Linked DNA regions of Mus musculus: all the other regions are linked to region 2. Evidence: chromatin contacts called from public Hi-C, HiChIP or PLAC-seq and Micro-C data. All regions are on one chromosome and are shown on one strand. Each heading gives the region's core, a stretch centred on a gene start, on an enhancer-like site or on the middle of the called end of the contact. The rest is flanking DNA. Distances are from core to core; before and after follow the strand shown. Region 1 has its middle 26 kb from the start of Mgat4a. Region 2 holds the start of Lipt1 (lipoyltransferase 1). Region 3 overlaps Mgat4a (mannoside acetylglucosaminyltransferase 4, isoenzyme A). Region 4 overlaps Mgat4a (mannoside acetylglucosaminyltransferase 4, isoenzyme A). Region 5 overlaps Mgat4a (mannoside acetylglucosaminyltransferase 4, isoenzyme A).

The links. A called contact is a pair of places that touch in the nucleus more often than the background predicts. HiChIP or PLAC-seq counts read pairs in DNA pulled down with a chosen protein or histone mark.
Region 1: an H3K4me3 HiChIP or PLAC-seq map of bone marrow-derived macrophages shows a contact between it and region 2, with 4 times the contacts expected there. The contact joins the enhancer-like site here to the promoter of Lipt1 in region 2. A contact is called at or near these places in 4 of 115 datasets of contacts at active chromatin or transcription factors (bone marrow-derived macrophages, craniofacial prominence, large pre-B cells and 1 more).
Region 3: a contact with region 2 is called in an H3K27ac HiChIP or PLAC-seq map of CD8 T cells, with 5 times the contacts expected there. The contact joins the enhancer-like site here to the promoter of Lipt1 in region 2. A contact is called at or near these places in 3 of 39 promoter capture datasets (the HPC-7 cell line, embryonic stem cells and hippocampal neurons), 4 of 484 Hi-C or Micro-C datasets (CD8 T cells, the G1E-ER4 cell line, LSK cells and 1 more), 5 of 115 datasets of contacts at active chromatin or transcription factors (CD8 T cells, bone marrow-derived macrophages, embryonic stem cells and 1 more) and 2 of 9 other capture datasets (embryonic stem cells and macrophages).
Region 4: a Hi-C map of granulocyte-monocyte progenitors shows a contact between it and region 2, with 7 times the contacts expected there. The contact joins the enhancer-like site here to the promoter of Lipt1 in region 2. A contact is called at or near these places in 6 of 39 promoter capture datasets (the C10 cell line, the HPC-7 cell line, HPC-7-derived erythroid cells and 3 more), 10 of 484 Hi-C or Micro-C datasets (the Ba/F3 cell line, CD8 T cells, the G1E-ER4 cell line and 5 more), 14 of 115 datasets of contacts at active chromatin or transcription factors (the 230-238 cell line, CD8 T cells, T-cell acute lymphoblastic leukemia and 10 more) and 3 of 9 other capture datasets (adipose tissue, embryonic stem cells and liver).
Region 5: a contact with region 2 is called in a Micro-C map of the G1E-ER4 cell line, with 3 times the contacts expected there. The contact joins the enhancer-like site here to the promoter of Lipt1 in region 2. A contact is called at or near these places in 5 of 39 promoter capture datasets (cranial neural crest, hippocampal neurons, neutrophils and 2 more), 5 of 484 Hi-C or Micro-C datasets (B cells, the G1E-ER4 cell line, embryonic stem cells and 1 more), 3 of 115 datasets of contacts at active chromatin or transcription factors (embryonic stem cells, forebrain and pancreatic cancer cells) and 1 of 9 other capture datasets (adipose tissue).

The regions. Positions count from the first base shown.
Region 1 is chr1:37,565,196-37,568,427 of GRCm38.p6, forward strand. No RefSeq gene overlaps it. Among named protein-coding and RNA genes, the nearest start is that of Mgat4a, 26 kb to the left of the region's middle. Within about 2 kb of position 1,361, at least 38 of the 459 cell types and tissues checked have an H3K27ac peak or open chromatin away from gene starts, as enhancers often do.
Region 2 is chr1:37,870,745-37,874,157 of GRCm38.p6, forward strand. It overlaps Lipt1 (lipoyltransferase 1), which reads left to right and starts at 1,475. Exons shown (of 2, transcript NM_001037918.4): 1 at 1,475-1,581.
Region 3 is chr1:37,494,606-37,497,865 of GRCm38.p6, forward strand. It overlaps Mgat4a (mannoside acetylglucosaminyltransferase 4, isoenzyme A), which reads right to left. Exons shown (of 16, transcript NM_173870.3): 4 at 1,268-1,408. Among named protein-coding and RNA genes, the nearest start is that of Gm39627, 7.3 kb to the right of the region's middle. Within about 2 kb of position 1,291, at least 89 of the 459 cell types and tissues checked have an H3K27ac peak or open chromatin away from gene starts, as enhancers often do. A contact at or near this core is called in CD8 T cells, the HPC-7 cell line, LSK cells and 2 more, where this site is marked.
Region 4 is chr1:37,476,626-37,479,894 of GRCm38.p6, forward strand. The region is part of intron 5 of Mgat4a (mannoside acetylglucosaminyltransferase 4, isoenzyme A); the gene reads right to left. Among named protein-coding and RNA genes, the nearest start is that of Gm39627, 25 kb to the right of the region's middle. Within about 2 kb of position 1,951, at least 101 of the 459 cell types and tissues checked have an H3K27ac peak or open chromatin away from gene starts, as enhancers often do. A contact at or near this core is called in the Ba/F3 cell line, CD8 T cells, the G1E-ER4 cell line and 9 more, where this site is marked.
Region 5 is chr1:37,523,733-37,526,953 of GRCm38.p6, forward strand. The region is part of intron 2 of Mgat4a (mannoside acetylglucosaminyltransferase 4, isoenzyme A); the gene reads right to left. Among named protein-coding and RNA genes, the nearest start is that of Mgat4a, 16 kb to the right of the region's middle. Within about 2 kb of position 1,514, at least 33 of the 459 cell types and tissues checked have an H3K27ac peak or open chromatin away from gene starts, as enhancers often do. A contact at or near this core is called in the G1E-ER4 cell line, where this site is marked.

The DNA.
Region 1 (3,232 bases), core at 111-2,610, 310 kb before region 2:
GCTGCCTCACAGCTTAAGACTTTCATTGGTATGACTACTTGAGCTCTGTATAAATTTGTTATGTCTGGCCATAGGACAATTTTGGAAATTCTACAATGGCCATCCTACCGTTACGTGGCACCCAAGTTCTTTGTGGGAAGAGGTACAGTATACATCTGTTTCCTAAGTTATCTGGCTTTGCTGCTAGATGAATCCTCTGACTCTGTCAGATACACAAAGAAATGAATAGTAATGGCCAGTTAGGTGTCAGTGGTTTGACAGGCCCGTGCTAGGATGGGTGGTGACCCTGTTTGTGTCTAAATGCCCAGCAGGAGAGTTGGGAGGGACTTTAAGTCCTGCCCTGATGTCAACTGGAGGGTGCTGTGGAGAAATCCATGAATAATTCACATCACAAGCCGATGTTCTTCGGGAATGAATTACCTTGTGTGTGCTTCCTGCCTGAATGTCAGCGGACCCCTCCCTGGCGCCTGGGATGAGCTTATGAATAACTGCATTCTCCTGCCGCCTGGGCTTTTAGGGAGGCACTTTTGGGATCTTGGCTCCAGTTGGAGATTTCTGACTCTCTATTTACAGACTACATCACAAGATTTCAAATAACACAAGACTAAAAGTCATGCCCCATGCCCCCCTCAACTAGGAATCTGGGTAGAAATCTAACAACTTTTTTCAGGTTCTTATTATTATTATTATTTGTTAATTCTTTTATGGTTCCTAGATGATTAAATTCTTATCTCGGTAGTGATGCCTTTTTTAAAAATTTTATTTGTTTTTTACATTCCATATTCTATTCCCCACTCCCCCTTTTAGGTTTTGTGTGTGTGTGTGTGTGTGTGTGTGTGTGTGTTGTTGTTGTTGTTTTGTTTTGTTTTACATGTATGTATTGTGTTGTGGGAAGGGTGTGACTGCTATAGTGTAAGGAATCAGAGGTCAGAGGACAGCTTGCAGGCATCAAGTATCTGCTTCTAACATGTGGGTCCAGGGAAGCCAGGCTGTCAGATTTTGCAGAAAGCACCTTTACCACTGAGTCCCCTGGCCAGCCCCAGCAGTGTTTTTAAGAGACCTGGACCATACACGCAAAAGCATGGTGGTTGGGAGCTGGGGGAGGGGGGAAGGGAAATAGATTTTTAAAGCACGGGATATTTGGGGAACTTTGTAAATAGCCTAGGGATGGGAGGTCAAACCTACTCTCTCTTGGAACTGGCCTCTACCTAGAGAGAGAGAGAGAGAGAGAGAGAGAGAGAGAGAGAGAGAGAGAGAGAGAGAGAGAGAGAGACTGAGAACTTGGCCTGAAACTGAACCCAAGCTGCACCCAACTACCAGGAAGGACTCAAAAGCTTGTCCTTGTCCTTGCCCAGACACTCCCTAGCTAGTTTCTAGCAACAGTTAATCAAAGATTAATCTGATTGTTTCAGATGTACTTTCAGACTGTTCATGATTGTATCCGGTCTTGCTTCAGAGCACCCACCTGTCAGCTTATGACAGACACTTGCCGAGCTGGACCACCCCTCACTGCTTCCATTTCCTATAAAACTTTTGTCCCCATGAGAGTTCAGGGCTGCTTCGCCAAAGTCTCCTGTGGGCCAGTGGTGAGTAAGCCCAAACTGGAGTTTGCAATAAAGAGATCCTAATATGATTATATTGGAAATGGCTCCTTGGTGGTCTTTTTGGGTTCCTGAATAGTTCCTGGCACAACAGGCACACCTGGGAGATACAGTGTCCACTCTAGATTACTGAAGCAAATATTCCAGGAAGTGAGTCATTCAGTCTGGCTCTGGTTTCCTGGTGCACCCAGAAGTTAGGTTTACCCTGTACTTTAGCCATGTAAATGTGTAACAATATTATATAGAGGAAGAAAAAAGCAACGTGCACACCTTACTTTAAAAATATGTTAATGATCTGGTCGTTCAGTTCAGCGGCAGAGACTTTGCCTAGCAGGCTCCAGGCCCCAGGCTTGACCCTGAACACCACTAAAAGAAAAATTTGATGGAGAGTATTAATGATCATCCAAACTGTTGGGAAAACTGTCAGGAGCTTGGTGGATCAATTTGCAAAGGAATGTAGCATTTGCAACAACATCCAATACAGTAAAATAAGGAGTGCCTGTTTTCTCCATGTTAATACTGTTTTGGTTCTGTGACATTGCTAGTCAATACAAATCCAACAGAGTCACGTTCATACCTGAAAATTTCTAGTTATCACAGATTCAATCCCAAGCAGTGTTTGTGCGCGTGCATGCCAATACAAACACACACACACATACACATACACACACACACACACACACACACACACACACACACACACACACACACACACACACACACACACACACACACACACACACACACACACACACACACACACACACACACACACACACACACATACACACACACACACATACATACACACACACACACACACACACACAGTAATAATAATAGAATGATCATCTTTAAAGTAACAGAAACTTAAAGAGTAAAGTTAATTTGAATGACATTTTATTTTGAATAGTCAAAAACATTGAGCAGAATATGCAGTTGATATAAAAAATTACTAGTTACTGGGCTAGGGAGATGGCTCTGTGGTTCAAGTAGTTGCCACAGAAGCATGAAGACCTAAGTTAAAATCTTCAGAATACATACAAGCCAGGTGCCAAAGTACACATCTGTGATCTTGGTGCTTCTAGGGCAAGGTGAAAGGTAAAGACAAAACAGCCATCCATGCCCGCTCACCAGGCTCAAGCACTGGCTGGTCTGACAGTGGCAGAGAGACCCTGATATGAAGCCAGGTGGAAGGTGAAGGTTGACAGCCAGGGTTATTTCCATACATGCTGTGGATTACAGGCACCAGTACACACCTGTGAACTTGAGTACATGAGCACACACACACACATGTGCATATGCACACACATATATACTAGAAAAAATTAGTAAGTACTCATGAGATATTTCCTTGGTGTGATGCCTCTAGCCATTTGGAGGCAGAGCCAAGCAAACCCGGAGCTCATGGCTGGCTGGTGACACATTGATGTCATGTCTCTGGATAAATAAACAAATAAACGAATGGGATCATTTGCATTCTTTTCTTTTACTAAAGTTTTCTAAGTCCAGAGCGTGGCTCATCCTAAGACTAAGCACTTTTCAAAGTGTTCCAACACCAAACATGGCTGCCCCAATCTGAGAGAATGAGGTTCAGTTGTATTACCTTATGCAAGTATATTGAGTTCTCT
Region 2 (3,413 bases), core at 225-2,724:
AGACTATAAGTTCTCTGACTCTAGAGAACCCTGACTAATACATTTTGTAACATACATACATACATACATACATACATACAGATTGATTTGCTGTATAATGTGTGTTATCTCAGCCTTAATATGGTGATTAAATGAAAGAAGCCCATGCTAATACCTTTAATCCCAGCACTTGGAAGGCAGAGGCAGAAAGCTCTCTGTGAGGCCAGTCTGGTCCACATAGCGAGTTCCAGGCAAGCCTGCCTTACAGGGGGAGACCCTAACTCACACTCAAATAGAAGTTTTAAGAAGAGCAGACAGAGCCAGGCATGGTGGAGCACACTTTTAATTTCAGCACTCCAGAAGCAGAGGCAGGTGGATCTCTGTGCATTCAAGGCCAGCCTGGTCTACAAAATGAGTTCCAGAACAGCCAGGGCTACACAGAGAAACCCTGTCTTGGGGATTGGGAGCGGGGGAGGAGACAGAATAAAATGCAGGAAAGGAGAATTGCCATCACCAGAGGACTATAAAGCAGGTTAGAGTGTTATTGGACATTCCAGTGGAGAAGCTGAAGAAGTAGAAAAAGAGGATAACTGGTCCAAAGACAGACATCTTAGAGCAGACAGTGGAGAATGAAGGAAGGTCATTGAAGGAAATTAAAACAAAACAAAACAAAAAACAAAAACAAAACAGAACAACAACAACAGAAAAAAACTGTCCCTTCTCAGATTTCAAAGAATACAATATAGAAGCAGACTACTAATTTAGGAGCCCTACTAAGGGCAACACAATGTGGGGCTATTTTGATAACTAGCAAAATTCCTACAATGACGAATGGAAAAGTATCCCTTCCCACCCTCATAATACCATCCAGCTGAAGACTGATCTCATCAAAGTTGCAGTAACAGACAGGAGTCCTGTCTGTGGTGCAGCTAATTTATATACCCTGAATTAACTCTGCTCATTTACTGCGTTAGCAGTACCAGGAGGCAAGGCTGGAGAGGCTTCCATTCTAACTGAAGGAGGAGAGACTGGTTTCTGTGGAAGAGCGAGGAATGACCACAAATTCTTTGGGCTCTGCTCATCAAGAAGTGGGTCCGTGATCTCATTCCTTAACTCTAGTCTGGCTTTGTTGTTCCTGGGGCCATAGGAATGCGGTTGAAGCGCTTCCAAGTGCCTTGAATCGAACCGCCCCAGCAGCTAGACAGCACCTCCTGAGTGTGAACAGACCATTTTGGACCACACAGTTTAGCCAACTCTTGCTGAAAGAAACCAGCATAGGAATCACCCAGCTCGTCTTTACATATTTTGGTAAGTGGACTTTGTCCTTTCAATGAATCTAGTTCTAAATGCATTGGCCTGAAGGAAATAACCTTAAAAATATTTGCTTCTATTTCAGGCTTAGCCACGACCTCCTGGGGGTGTGGCTTATCCAGGGGGCGAGCTTTACGGGGGCGTGGCCTCTTGAGGGCGGGTCTCTTGGGCGGGGCTGGGGAGGACTCCCCAGCAACTGCGTCTAGAGGGCTGAGTGTTCTGGGTTCCACGTGGGTTGATTGAGTTTTAATTTGCAGAAAAAGCTGCTGCGGGCGCGACCGGAAGTGGCAGGTGAGTGAAGCCGGAAGCAGTTCCAGTGAATTCTTTGCGGGTTGTGGAGGCACACGCTGAGCAGGAGTGGGTGCTGCGGAGAGCACGCGTGCGTCCCATGGGCCCCTCCTATTGGTTCTGAAAGCTCTGCAGATTACACCTGGTGCTCCGGACGTAATTTCATTATTGGGAACAGTTGATTTCTAATACGGCGTAGGGTAAACTAAACAAGACATTCAGTGCTAGTCGCGTGCCTGCTCCCGAAGAGTAAAGCTTGCTTAAAAGTTCGTAATCACTTCCAGGTTTGGATCGCGTTATTAGGAGGATAGCAAATAGTTTTGGTAAGGCCTTGTGAGGAAGGTAGGCCTGTAGTTAGGTCTTGCTTTACACTCTGTCAGGGAGAAGCATGTGTTGGCAGTTGCAGAAGTGTCTCCCAGAGCATGGAAGTAAGAGCCTCCTGAGGAAATAATTATAACACCAGTAATGAAGATGAAAGCAGAGAGCTGGGGGTGGATTGCTCGGCGGTACAGTTCAAACCTAGACTGAGTGAGTTCCATCCCTTGCTCAGCTAAAGCTGTTAAAATAGAGTGTAGTTGGGTATATCAACCACATCCTAGCCCAGGCGCCTACAGAGGAGTAGGTGGCCAACACAAAACAAACTCCACGGGCTTTTTTTTTTTTTTCTTTTTTGGTCTTGTCTCGTTGATCTTTTACTTATTTTGACTTTAGTTTTCATAGGTTTTGGTTTTTTAAAGAAAGAACATAAAGTTGGGTGGATAGGGAGGTGGTGGGATCTGAAAAAAACGGGGAGAGGAAGGAACGTGATCAAAATGCATTGTATAAAAAGTTTTTCATTTAAAAAAGTAAAATATGGGTGTGGGTCGCTATGCAAAGTAACACTGTAGAAACAGAATTCTACCAGGTTTTCAAAAGTTAGATTGTTTCATTTTGTCTGTCAGCTACAGTCTGTCTCAGAAGGTATGTCAGGCCTTCAACCCAGAGGCAGAGGCAAATAGATCTCTGTGAGCTCAAGGTCAGCCTGGTCTACAGAGGTAGTTTCAGGAGATCCAGGGCTACACACTCATCGTGTCTGAGGGTGGGGAGATTGTGTTCTGATAACTAAAATAATTTGTGATACGATACATAATAATCATTTAGTTTAACTCCTTAAAATGACTCACGTGTAACTATTTTAGTAGTCCTATTTAAACATGACTCACACAGATTTACAGTCTTTATTCTGGCAATGTGTCTCCCTTCCCTGTGACTCTTGTCACCTTTATGTAGTTCACTGATGAATCCCAACTGTCAAGGACAAAGCATGCCTTATAGTTACTGCAGACTCTGTCAGCCATTGGCTGGTTAATTGTGGACCATAGTTAATGTATCAAGGTAAACTCCAGTTTGACATATCTTTTAGGAATCCTTGTACACTTGAAAGAAGACATGTTAAACTGTCAAAAAAAAAAATGGATTGGAAGAGAAGACCTTGAAATCACAATTATTTAGGTTCATCTCATGTGCTCTTGAATTCAGTTAAAGGCAACTGGATCAGATAGAGATTAAACTACCGGTCTAAAGCTATTCAGTTAGTTGCAAAGCAAGCATTAAAATGTAAAAGCAACTATTTTACCTGAACCTCTATATATGTTAATAAGTGTGACTATTGTCACCTTAGGAGAGGATGTCACAAGGTCTTTTTCAAATCCCAACTTCAATGGGCACATTCTAGTTTATTAGTATCCGAGACGTCATGACACCTAATCCTTGATGTTTCTCCCTTGGATCACCCAAGAAGAGGACCTTAGGCCAGTGAGCCCAGAAAACCACTAAGCTTCAGGTTGAGTAAGAGA
Region 3 (3,260 bases), core at 41-2,540, 380 kb before region 2:
GGAGAGCTGGTCTAGCATGCACGAGGCCCTGGGTACAAACAGGAGAACTACACAAAGGAAAAGCCAGGTAAGGAACCCACGGGCTGGAGAAACAGCTCAGCCCCAAAGAGCACCTGCTGCTCTTGCAGAGGACCTGGGTTCTATTCCCAGCGCCCATATGGTGGCTCACAACCACATCTAACCCCAGGTCCAGGACAGCCAATGCTCTCTACGAGTTCTGAGGGTGGCAGTCCTGCTATCCCATGGGATGGGGTTCAACACATAAAGTTAAATCCAAAAAAAATTTAACACAAAAATGAAATTCAATCTGGCAAGGCACACACCTGAAATCCCAGTGGGGGGAAGGGAAGGGAAGCTTGGCCTACATAGTGAGACCTCATTTTTTAAAAAATCCCCAGACAACAACAAAGGCAGAAGAATTTTAGTATCTCTAGAATTATTGTTTCCCCAATTGTAATATTTTCATCTCTACATTTTAAATCTATGAAGAAAAAGTCCACCTAAAAAGTCCAAGTTCAATTAAGTCAAAAATTTTAAAGTCTCGTAAAAATGAAACACTAGAAATATTAAGTAGCTAAAAGGTCCTCGGAGGAGAATTCCAGGACTGCTTAGGCAGGAAAAGCATAGCAATAGCAGGTGTTCCCACATGGGATGCTCCTGAGAGCAATGTTCTGCCTCTACATGTCCAGGGGAAGGCGGAGCAGACTGAAGACAAACCCCTAAGGCAGGATTGTGAAGAGCCATTAATGCCAGACTCAGACATGGGGGAGGGGTCATCTCTCTACCTCCCCATTTTTAAAACAGAAAGCTGACAAAGGTTCAAGGTTTATCTGCCTGAACTACATGTGTACTGATCCTGTTTAGATATATGGAAAAGATGTCCATATCATTTCAATAAGCAGATTGCACTAAGCCCCAAGATGCTGTGCAGATATTAAATATATCAATAAATTATATATTATAATTTAACAACCACAATTTAATAATTTAATACCACCAATAGTTATATATTTTAATATTGTTACTATAATAACTTAAATACAAATATATTAAGTATGCTAATATTGATATGCTAATGAGATGAATTAATATGATAATATCAATATTTATTTTCTTTTTAATTATTGAATCTAATATAGTAATTATGTTAATATATTAAATATGCACGTATATTTAATTTTACTCCTTTGTCCTGCTAGACATCTTCCTAGTGGTCAATCAACCCCTCCAAACCACAGTTCCAATAGCAGGCGCACAGTGAACACACCTCCCGTTCTTCCACTGCCAATCTGTACGGCGGGCTGAAGGCTTCTTTCATTTTGCAATAGATGAGGCAAATGATAATAAATACTTGGCACTCGAAGTGATTTTTTGCTTGTCAACTCTTTTAGAAGCTTTATGGTATTATCTGAAACACAGAAAGACAATTTAAGTGGCAGGAACCCCTTACCTTCCGGAAGTTGCTGCCGATTCTCTTTTGAAAATTAACTGAGAACACAGGAGAAACAGCCAGGCAGGCACTAACTACGCAGCAGTCTAGAAAGGAAGTTGCAGCAAGCACACTGGCCACAGCTCAATTTCACTTTCCTGTCTTCTTCTCTTTTCTTTCCTAAAGACAGGTTGTTGATATATACAGCCCACGTGGTCTCAAATCTTCCATGAAGCCATGTTCTTCCATGCCAGGCATGTGCCTGTCCTTCCTAACTTTCATTTTCTTTATGCACTAGCATTTCATCAAACTTTTATATAGAAGATAGATTTCCCTAAAATAGTCACTGAAAATATTTAGAAGTTGGGAACGCTCAGTACGTGTCAATCTAAAAGTGGTTTCCGTTTCATCCAGAGGAGTGGATGAGCCACTGAACAGAGTACAGAGTAAAAATTTCTGTTAATTAGACAATAGTGCTGTCAATTTTCATTCAACTGAGATTTCACCTTCTAAACAAGGCAGTCAGCATTATGGACTTGTGGCCACAATGCCATGAAAGATATGACATGAGGGACGGAGAGACAGGCTCAGTGGTGACAGTACCGGCTGCTCTTTCAGAGGTCCTGGCTCACATGTGCCAGGAGCTCTAACACCCTCCTCTAGCTTCCCTGGGCGCCTCTCAGATGTGGTACACAGACATAATGCAGACAAAAACATCCATATCAAACCCACAAAAATACATCACATCATAGATAAAATTAAACTTGAATTCCACGTGAGAAGAATCAGTAAGTTACAATACCCTATTCCACTCCAGCAAGCAGCAGCCCTTTGAAGGATGCTGTCAGTCACGGTGTGATGCCTGTCCTAGATAGTCAGCAGGATCAAAGGCCCTAACACAGTCTGTCCTGTGACTCAGTCGTTTCCTCTCCATGATTTTAGCTTTCACTCGTTCCACAAATACCTAATTGCTTTCTGTCTTGTTCCAGAAATGGTGTGTTTGGAAATCGCCTGCCATCAAAACATAATCTAATGAAGATCACAAGGGCTGCCAGAAATGTAACCAAACGCTTCGCAAAAATGTCTCTCACAGAGCTGTGATTTGGAAGGGCAAAAGTGACCCAGGAAAACATTCATTTGCTAATTATAGAAGGAAATGCTTCATTTGCTGTGGTCTATGATTAGCACATTAGCTAGAAAAGTATTTCAGTTGGTGTGGGGAGTACACACGGCTAATCCTAAGCACTTGCAAGGCTGAATCGGGAGGCTCACAAGTCTGAGGCCAGCCTGGGCTACATAAGTTACTTCTTGAACAGCCTGTGCCATAGAGTAAAATCTTAGACCATTAAAATAAAATTTTAATGCAAATAGTATTTTGAAGAATAATGACGTCAGACACTGTGGTGTGCACCTTTTATCCCAGCCCTCTAATGCCCAAGGGAGGTGGATCTCTGTGAGTTCCAGCCCTGTCTGGTCCACATAGCAAGTTCCAGGGCAGCCAGAGCTACAGAGCAAATCATTGGCTTAAAAACCAAACAAACAAAATGACAAGGTAAAAATGCTCAATAGTATAATTTCAAGGAGTAAACATTTGTTTTAAAAAGACTAAAATGAAACAAACAAACAAAAAAAAGAGTTCACAGAAATCCCTGGGCGATTTCCTTTCAGCTGCATCGGCCTGTAATTGTAAATGCTACATAGTGACAAAATACACCAGCATCCTCAGTAGGAGAGGGAGAAACACAAAACTTTAACACTGAGGGCCAGTGTTGATACCAAGATGAAAGGCATCCCTGCCTGGCTCTGTTTAGAGACCATGAAACTGAGTCTA
Region 4 (3,269 bases), core at 701-3,200, 390 kb before region 2:
CGCACCGTTTAAAATCCAGACAACCGACTAGATTAGTACAGATACAGGGCAGAGCGCCTTCCACACTGTAGAAGCTCCGGCTCCAGCCTCCCTCCCCACCTGCCCCATTGTGGCCCCTTTCTGACCCCTTTCTGGCCCCTTTCTGGCCCCATTCTGGCCCCTTTCTGGCTCTATCCTGCTGCTTTAACTACTTTTCCTCCTGACTCCTCCTCTTAGCAGCTACATTCGACATCAGAAGACACAGAACTGATCAACGAGTATCTTTATGATTGGACTAAAACTTCCCCCTAATCACAGGGCAAATCACCCCTCAATTGGAGGCAACTATTTCAGAGGCTGAGGCTGAACCCCATGGCAGGAGCAATCATACCCAGAAACCAGACTGCCCCCTCAAATGATGACAGGGATGGAAGGAATGCTTTGCAGATTCAGAACTGAGACACACAGATCTCAGAGCATTGGCCTGAACCAGATTTCCTGACAGTCTGTCAAGCAAACTCCAGAGCCCCTTCTGTTTCTCGTTTCTACCAAATCTCCAAGTTCTATCAGGCCCTGGAGACAGACTTTGGGTCCTGAAGCCCTTCAATTGTTCTGTCTCACATGGCCGTGTTGACTGAAGCAAAGTCCTTTCTCTGTTCTCATCAACAATAATCTGGAGGTGTGGTTGAGGCTAGCCCATCAATGATCATCTGGATGTGTAGCCGAGGCTAGCCCACTGGGACTCTGAAGACAAAACTTTAACCCTAAACTCTAGTAATTTTACCAACTCAACCTACTAAACACCTCTATGAAAATATGTCATGCAAGCATACAGGCAGGATCCATTTCCTCTGGGCGCACATGAAGCACAGAAGCCAACAAACGAGTACTGAGAAGGCTGAAAGGGACACCACCACGTAAATGGTGTTCTCTGACTACAGAGGGTTTGAAGTGGAGATTGGTTAACAGTGGGGATTGTGAGAAATTCTCAAATAGGTAAGAATGTAAAAACACATTTCTACGTAACCCATGGGTCAAGGGAAAAAATTACATAGGAACTTAGAAAGTATTCTGATCTGAATGAGAAAACCAGGGGGCATGTATGGGGTGCAGGGGCTGGGGAGATGGCTCAGCAGTTAAGAGCAGTGACTGCTCTTGCAGGGGACCTGTGTTTGGTTCCTGGCAACTATACCAGGCAGCTCACAACCATCACCTATAACTCCAGCTCTGGGGCGATCTGCCACTTCTGGCCCCTGCGGGTACCACACATGTGGTGCACACTCCCATTCATAGTCATTCACATCCACCCTCCTTCTCTTTAAGCTTAAAAAAAAAAAAGAACTTGAGATATAGTTAACATGGTTCTTAGAGGGAGCTTATAGCTTTGAATTGCTTACATTGCTAAAGAAAAAAAAAACCCCACCCATCATCTCTGCGTGCATCTTTTTAGGAACAAAGCAGCAGAAAAGCAAAACTGAAAGAACTGTGGCTGTGAATGCCACAGAGACAAGACAGAGTCACAGGGTCTGTGTCTCCTCCTCCTGCCAGCTACCCTGAGCCCCAAGACTTCTGAGGTCTCAGAGGTGAAAAAATGCAAACAGAACTCAGGGAATGGAGCCAGGACAGACATTCACAGCCAGGATAGATATCGGAGAGCCAACGGTAGTGCTGCACGGACTGCTCAGCAATCTGTACATCAAATTAGGAGTTAATCTCCCCCCGAAAACAGAGAGCCATCGTGACAGAAAGAAATACTCTTGTACAAATTTCAGATCGGGGAATTTATCTGTCATTGTCCCCAGCACCTGCTTCACAGTGGTACTTCAATAAACACTCATTCAACAAGAGAAAGAGTCTGAGAAAACATAATTCCAGTGAGTGAGAGCCGTGGCTGAGGCTGGCAATATGCCTCATGTACTTCAGGGGAGGAAAGGTTTAAAACTGCACAGGCGACTAACCTCACCCAAAGCACACAAAGTGAGAATCTAACAGGAAAGACTGAGCCTTAGAAAGCTTTGGAGTGGTTAAGACAGTCAGCAGGCGTCCCCAAGTTCCTTCCTGGAAATCACACAACCGTTATCAATGAGACGCAGATACAAGAACCACCCGCTTCACTCTGAAATATTAACAACTGAAATTCCCAGACTCTCGAGGGCATGGCTTTGTCTCATGACCAGAGGTGACAAGCAAGAAGAGCTCTGTGGCTGAAGGAAAGTTGGCAAGTTTATTTTTGTAAAATAGTAGTAGTAGAAGTAGTAATATAATTATCGCCCAGGTGCCTAGAACACAGCTTTATCCCCTGTCAGCCAGTAGCCTAAAAGCCCATACCCTCAGTGACTCATAAAAATACAAGTAGAATACAAAGTAATAAGAAAAAAGGTTTCTGAGTAGAGTCTATCAACAAACTCACTGAGAGAAGAGAGAGGACAGAGGGAGGTGAGGGGACGGAGAGGACGAAGGAAAAGAAACTTGCAGTCAATGACTTGACCATTGCCTTAAGGAAAAGAACAAAGAAAACCACACTCAACTGAAGATGTTGCCATAGAGACGTCACTGCAATGATTCTGAAGGTGTTTGGAAACACAAAGGGCTTCAACGTCTGAAGCAATCCTGAGCAGACCAAAACTGTAGGACCAGACTGTGCGGCGGCGTCAGTACTTCCCACCAACCTACAGGAGGCGGTGAAGTGCTGGCATGAGGTTTAGCTCCAAATCCAGATAATGAAATACAACAGGAAACACACACACCTAACAGTCACTGAATTTTCAATAAATATGTCAGAGAGGTCACGGTGTTCACAGTGTTCTCTCAACACGAGCAACTGGGTTAATGAATGGGTGATGGTCGGAACTTTCACATTACCTTATACCTCGACAGAAGCTAACTCAATGGGGCATAGTCATAATGTAAAAGTTAAAAGTATGACCATTTTCAGGAGGATCACAGTGGGCAGGGCTCTCTTACATCACTAAATAATCAAGAAAAATGCACCCACATACATGTCCACAGGTCAACTGGATGGACGCAAACCTACCAACTCCGGTTCCTACTTCCAAGTACATAAGTTTGTTTCAAGTTGACAAAAACTAACCCTGACAGTCTATGGGACAGTTGTAGGAGAAGCTTAGCTGAGTTTTTCTCAATCAAGACAGGAGGAAGAACATCCAAAGGACAACAGTGTTTGCCGAACACTGATAACTGCAGCATGAAGCCAAAACAGGATATGAAGAGAAGAAGGGAAGGGAATACACCAAACCGGTGTAGAAAGCGGGACAAACCTAACAGAGCAG
Region 5 (3,221 bases), core at 264-2,763, 350 kb before region 2:
TCTGGCTCAAACTCTTCTCCAAGCTGACTGATTTAATCTGGCTTCTGTCTCTGTCTCTGTCTGTCTCTCCCCCCACCCCCAACTCAGTGTGTGTGTGTGTGTGTGTGTGTGTGTGTGTCTGTGTGTGTGTGTGTGTCTGTCTGTGTGTGTGTGTCTGTCTGTCTGTGTGTGTGTCTGTGTGTATGTCTGTCTGTCTGTGTGCGTCTGTCTGTGTGTGTCTTTATGTGTGTCTGTCTGTCTGTCTGTCTGTGTCTGTCTGTGTGTGTGTGTCTGTGTCTGTGTGTCTGTGTCTGTGTGTCTCTGTGTGTGTCTGTGTGTGTGTGTCTGTCTGTCTGTGTGTGTGTGTGTGTGTGTGTGTGTGTGTGTACTGCCCCCTCAGGTACCTTCCCTTCGCTCTCTCTTCTCCTTAGAGTTCAGCCTATCCTAGCCTGTCAAATCTATCTCTGACACATTACTTTTTGTCTGGCACTCAATTAGACCTCACTTTCATACCTGGATCCTTCTTTAACCTCATTTTGAGACAAAGGTGTGTGCTAAGGGTGTGTCTGTACTCCAGCCACAGGGAATAAAGGTGTGTGCTAAGGGTGTGTCTGTACTCCAGCCACAGGGAATAAAGGTGTGTGCTAAGGGTGTGTCTGTACTCCAGCCACAGGGAATAAAGGGGTGTGTTAACGGTTGAGCCCACCACACCTAGAAACAAAATCTCAGGGTTCATAGTGTGATCAAATATCCTGCAACACCTTTAAACCTCGTGCCACACCCTCTCCTGGCCTCATACACTCGTGTGCTCATGCCCACGCAAGCACACACACAAATAAATATATTATACATTCATTTATATTATAAATAATTATTTAAAAAAATAAGCATGTTTTAGAAAAGAATGAAGTCTGCCACACTGATAGCTTTGAGTAATTTTAAACATAACGGTTTGCGGGATTTGTGCCTCTTTTGTCTGACTGTACTGCTTTAAGTTTAAAACAATTGAGTCATATCTTTACATATAAAGGAAAAAAGACACATGCATATTCACAGGAAAGGGCCCCATTATAATCGGTCCCCTCTGTGTGTGAGAGACAGACAGACAGACACACACGCACACACATTTTACAGGAAGTAAATGATGACACTTGTGGTCACAAACTCCTCCAGGATCACCAGACCTCCTGCGACATTACCCTGCTCCAGGCTAACAGAACTTTCTAGCCCCTATGACCTCCTGTCTACCCAGGTCACTTCCTGCTCTCATCTACTCTTTTGTCTGCTGCTGGGTCACACAGGTTACCAGTTAGCCCTCTGTCAAGAGGGCACACATAGGTGCAATCCAACACCTACGTGGCAGTGAAGCCTTCCCCTTTTATTTCTATCTCCATTAGGAACAACTTGGACACCACCTCTAGTAGGAAGTCTTTGCAGACACCTCATGGAAAGGAGTTGTTCCTACAACCTATCACAGACATCCAGCCACGGCCCCAGGCATAGGTGAGTGAGCCTCCCGTGGCCTCCCGTGGCCTCCCGTGGCCTCCTGTGACTCATCCTTCATTCCTACCTCAGCTTTCCTTCAGGGGTCAGGTTCTGTGCTTTCCTCCTGTTCATCTTCTTATCACTCAGTGTCAGAGCAGACAGACGGCATTCTGAACGCTTAAGAATGGCAGGCAGGAGGCTAAATACAAGCTACATTAAGAAATGAAACATAAGACCTGGTTCCTTCTGAGAAGGGCCACAAGAAAAATCCAGCGATTTCCAGGTAGAATGCCCAAAGTCTTGTCACCTAAGGCCGGGAAAATCACAACAGTTGCCTTGTGCTAGTACAACATACCTAGCTATTCCTATGGGAGTCTGACCAAAACCTGTTTCCTCTGCCTAACCAGGAAAAGTGTTCAGACAAGGGCACAGCAAGTCTTTAAAATAGCTGGCAAGTCTATGCTGAAGTATCCAGTAGTGGAGCTAATTTTTTTGGTTTAGAAAACTGTAGTCTGGGGCCAACTTGATCGCTTAATGGGTAAAGTCCTCTGCCGCCAAGCCTATTGCCCTGAGTTCAGTTCCCACAACCCACGTGCTGGAAGGAGAGCCAACTCCAGCAAGTTGTCTCCCACCTCCATCTGTGCACGAGGACACACACACTAATACAGAAAATGTTAAAAAATGTGCCCTGTAAGTTGTTACAATGGTTGGTAACACTGTGGGGAAGTATGAAGGAACTCTGTAGACTAGATTTTATAAATTGATTGCATATATAAAATCATTTTGCACTAGAAATGTTTCAAGCAAGCAGCAGTTGCTTACTGTTTATCTCTATACTGCATTTGCACCCCTCCCCCTCCTCCTGTACAGCAGAGTGGGATTTTTGTGTGACCGGCTGAACCATTAGTCCCAGATTGAGCCTGACAATGCCCAGCACTCAAAAGCTGTGCAACGGACCTAAATGGACTCACAACGATGGGGTACTACAAACCTTGGGCTCACTTTTAGTCTCTCCTACTCTGCTCAGCTTTCTGTGCTCTGTAAGAAAAACCTAGGGTAGAGGAGATAGCTCAGTCAGTAAAGTACTAGTCTTGGGAACACAAGGACCAGAGCTGAATCCTCAGAAACCACACTGGGGAGGCAGAGACAGGAGAATCCCCAGGTCTCTAGCCTATTAGGCAAGCTGCAGGCTAGTAAGAGACTGTCTTTTTATAAAAAAAAAAAAAAAAAAAATGACTCATTTCCAAGGAACAAAACCTGACATGGTCCACTGGCCTGAACTCACTCTCTCTCTCTCTCTCTCTCTCTCTCTCTCTCACACACACACACACACACACACCAGCACATATGTAAATATACACATATAGGCAGACACACTAAAGAAAAAAAACTTTAATTAAGGGGCTGAAGAAATAAATGACTAATGTTAAAAACATTTACCATGCTTTAAGAAGATGCAAGTTTGAGCCAGGCAGTGGTGGCCCATGCCTTTAACCCCAGCACTTGGGAGGCAGAGGCAAGTGGATTTCTGAGTTCAAGGCCAGCCTGGTCTACAGAGTGAGCTCCAGGACGGCCAGGGCTATACAGAGAAACCCTGTCTCAAAAAAACAAAAGAAAAAGAAGAAGAAGAAAGAAGAAAGAAGAAAGAAGAAAGAAGAAAGAAGAAAGAAGAAAGAAGAAAGAAGAAAGAAGAAAGAAGAAGAAAGAAGCAGCAGCAAGTTTGGTTCCCAGCAACAATACTGAGCAAGTCACACACA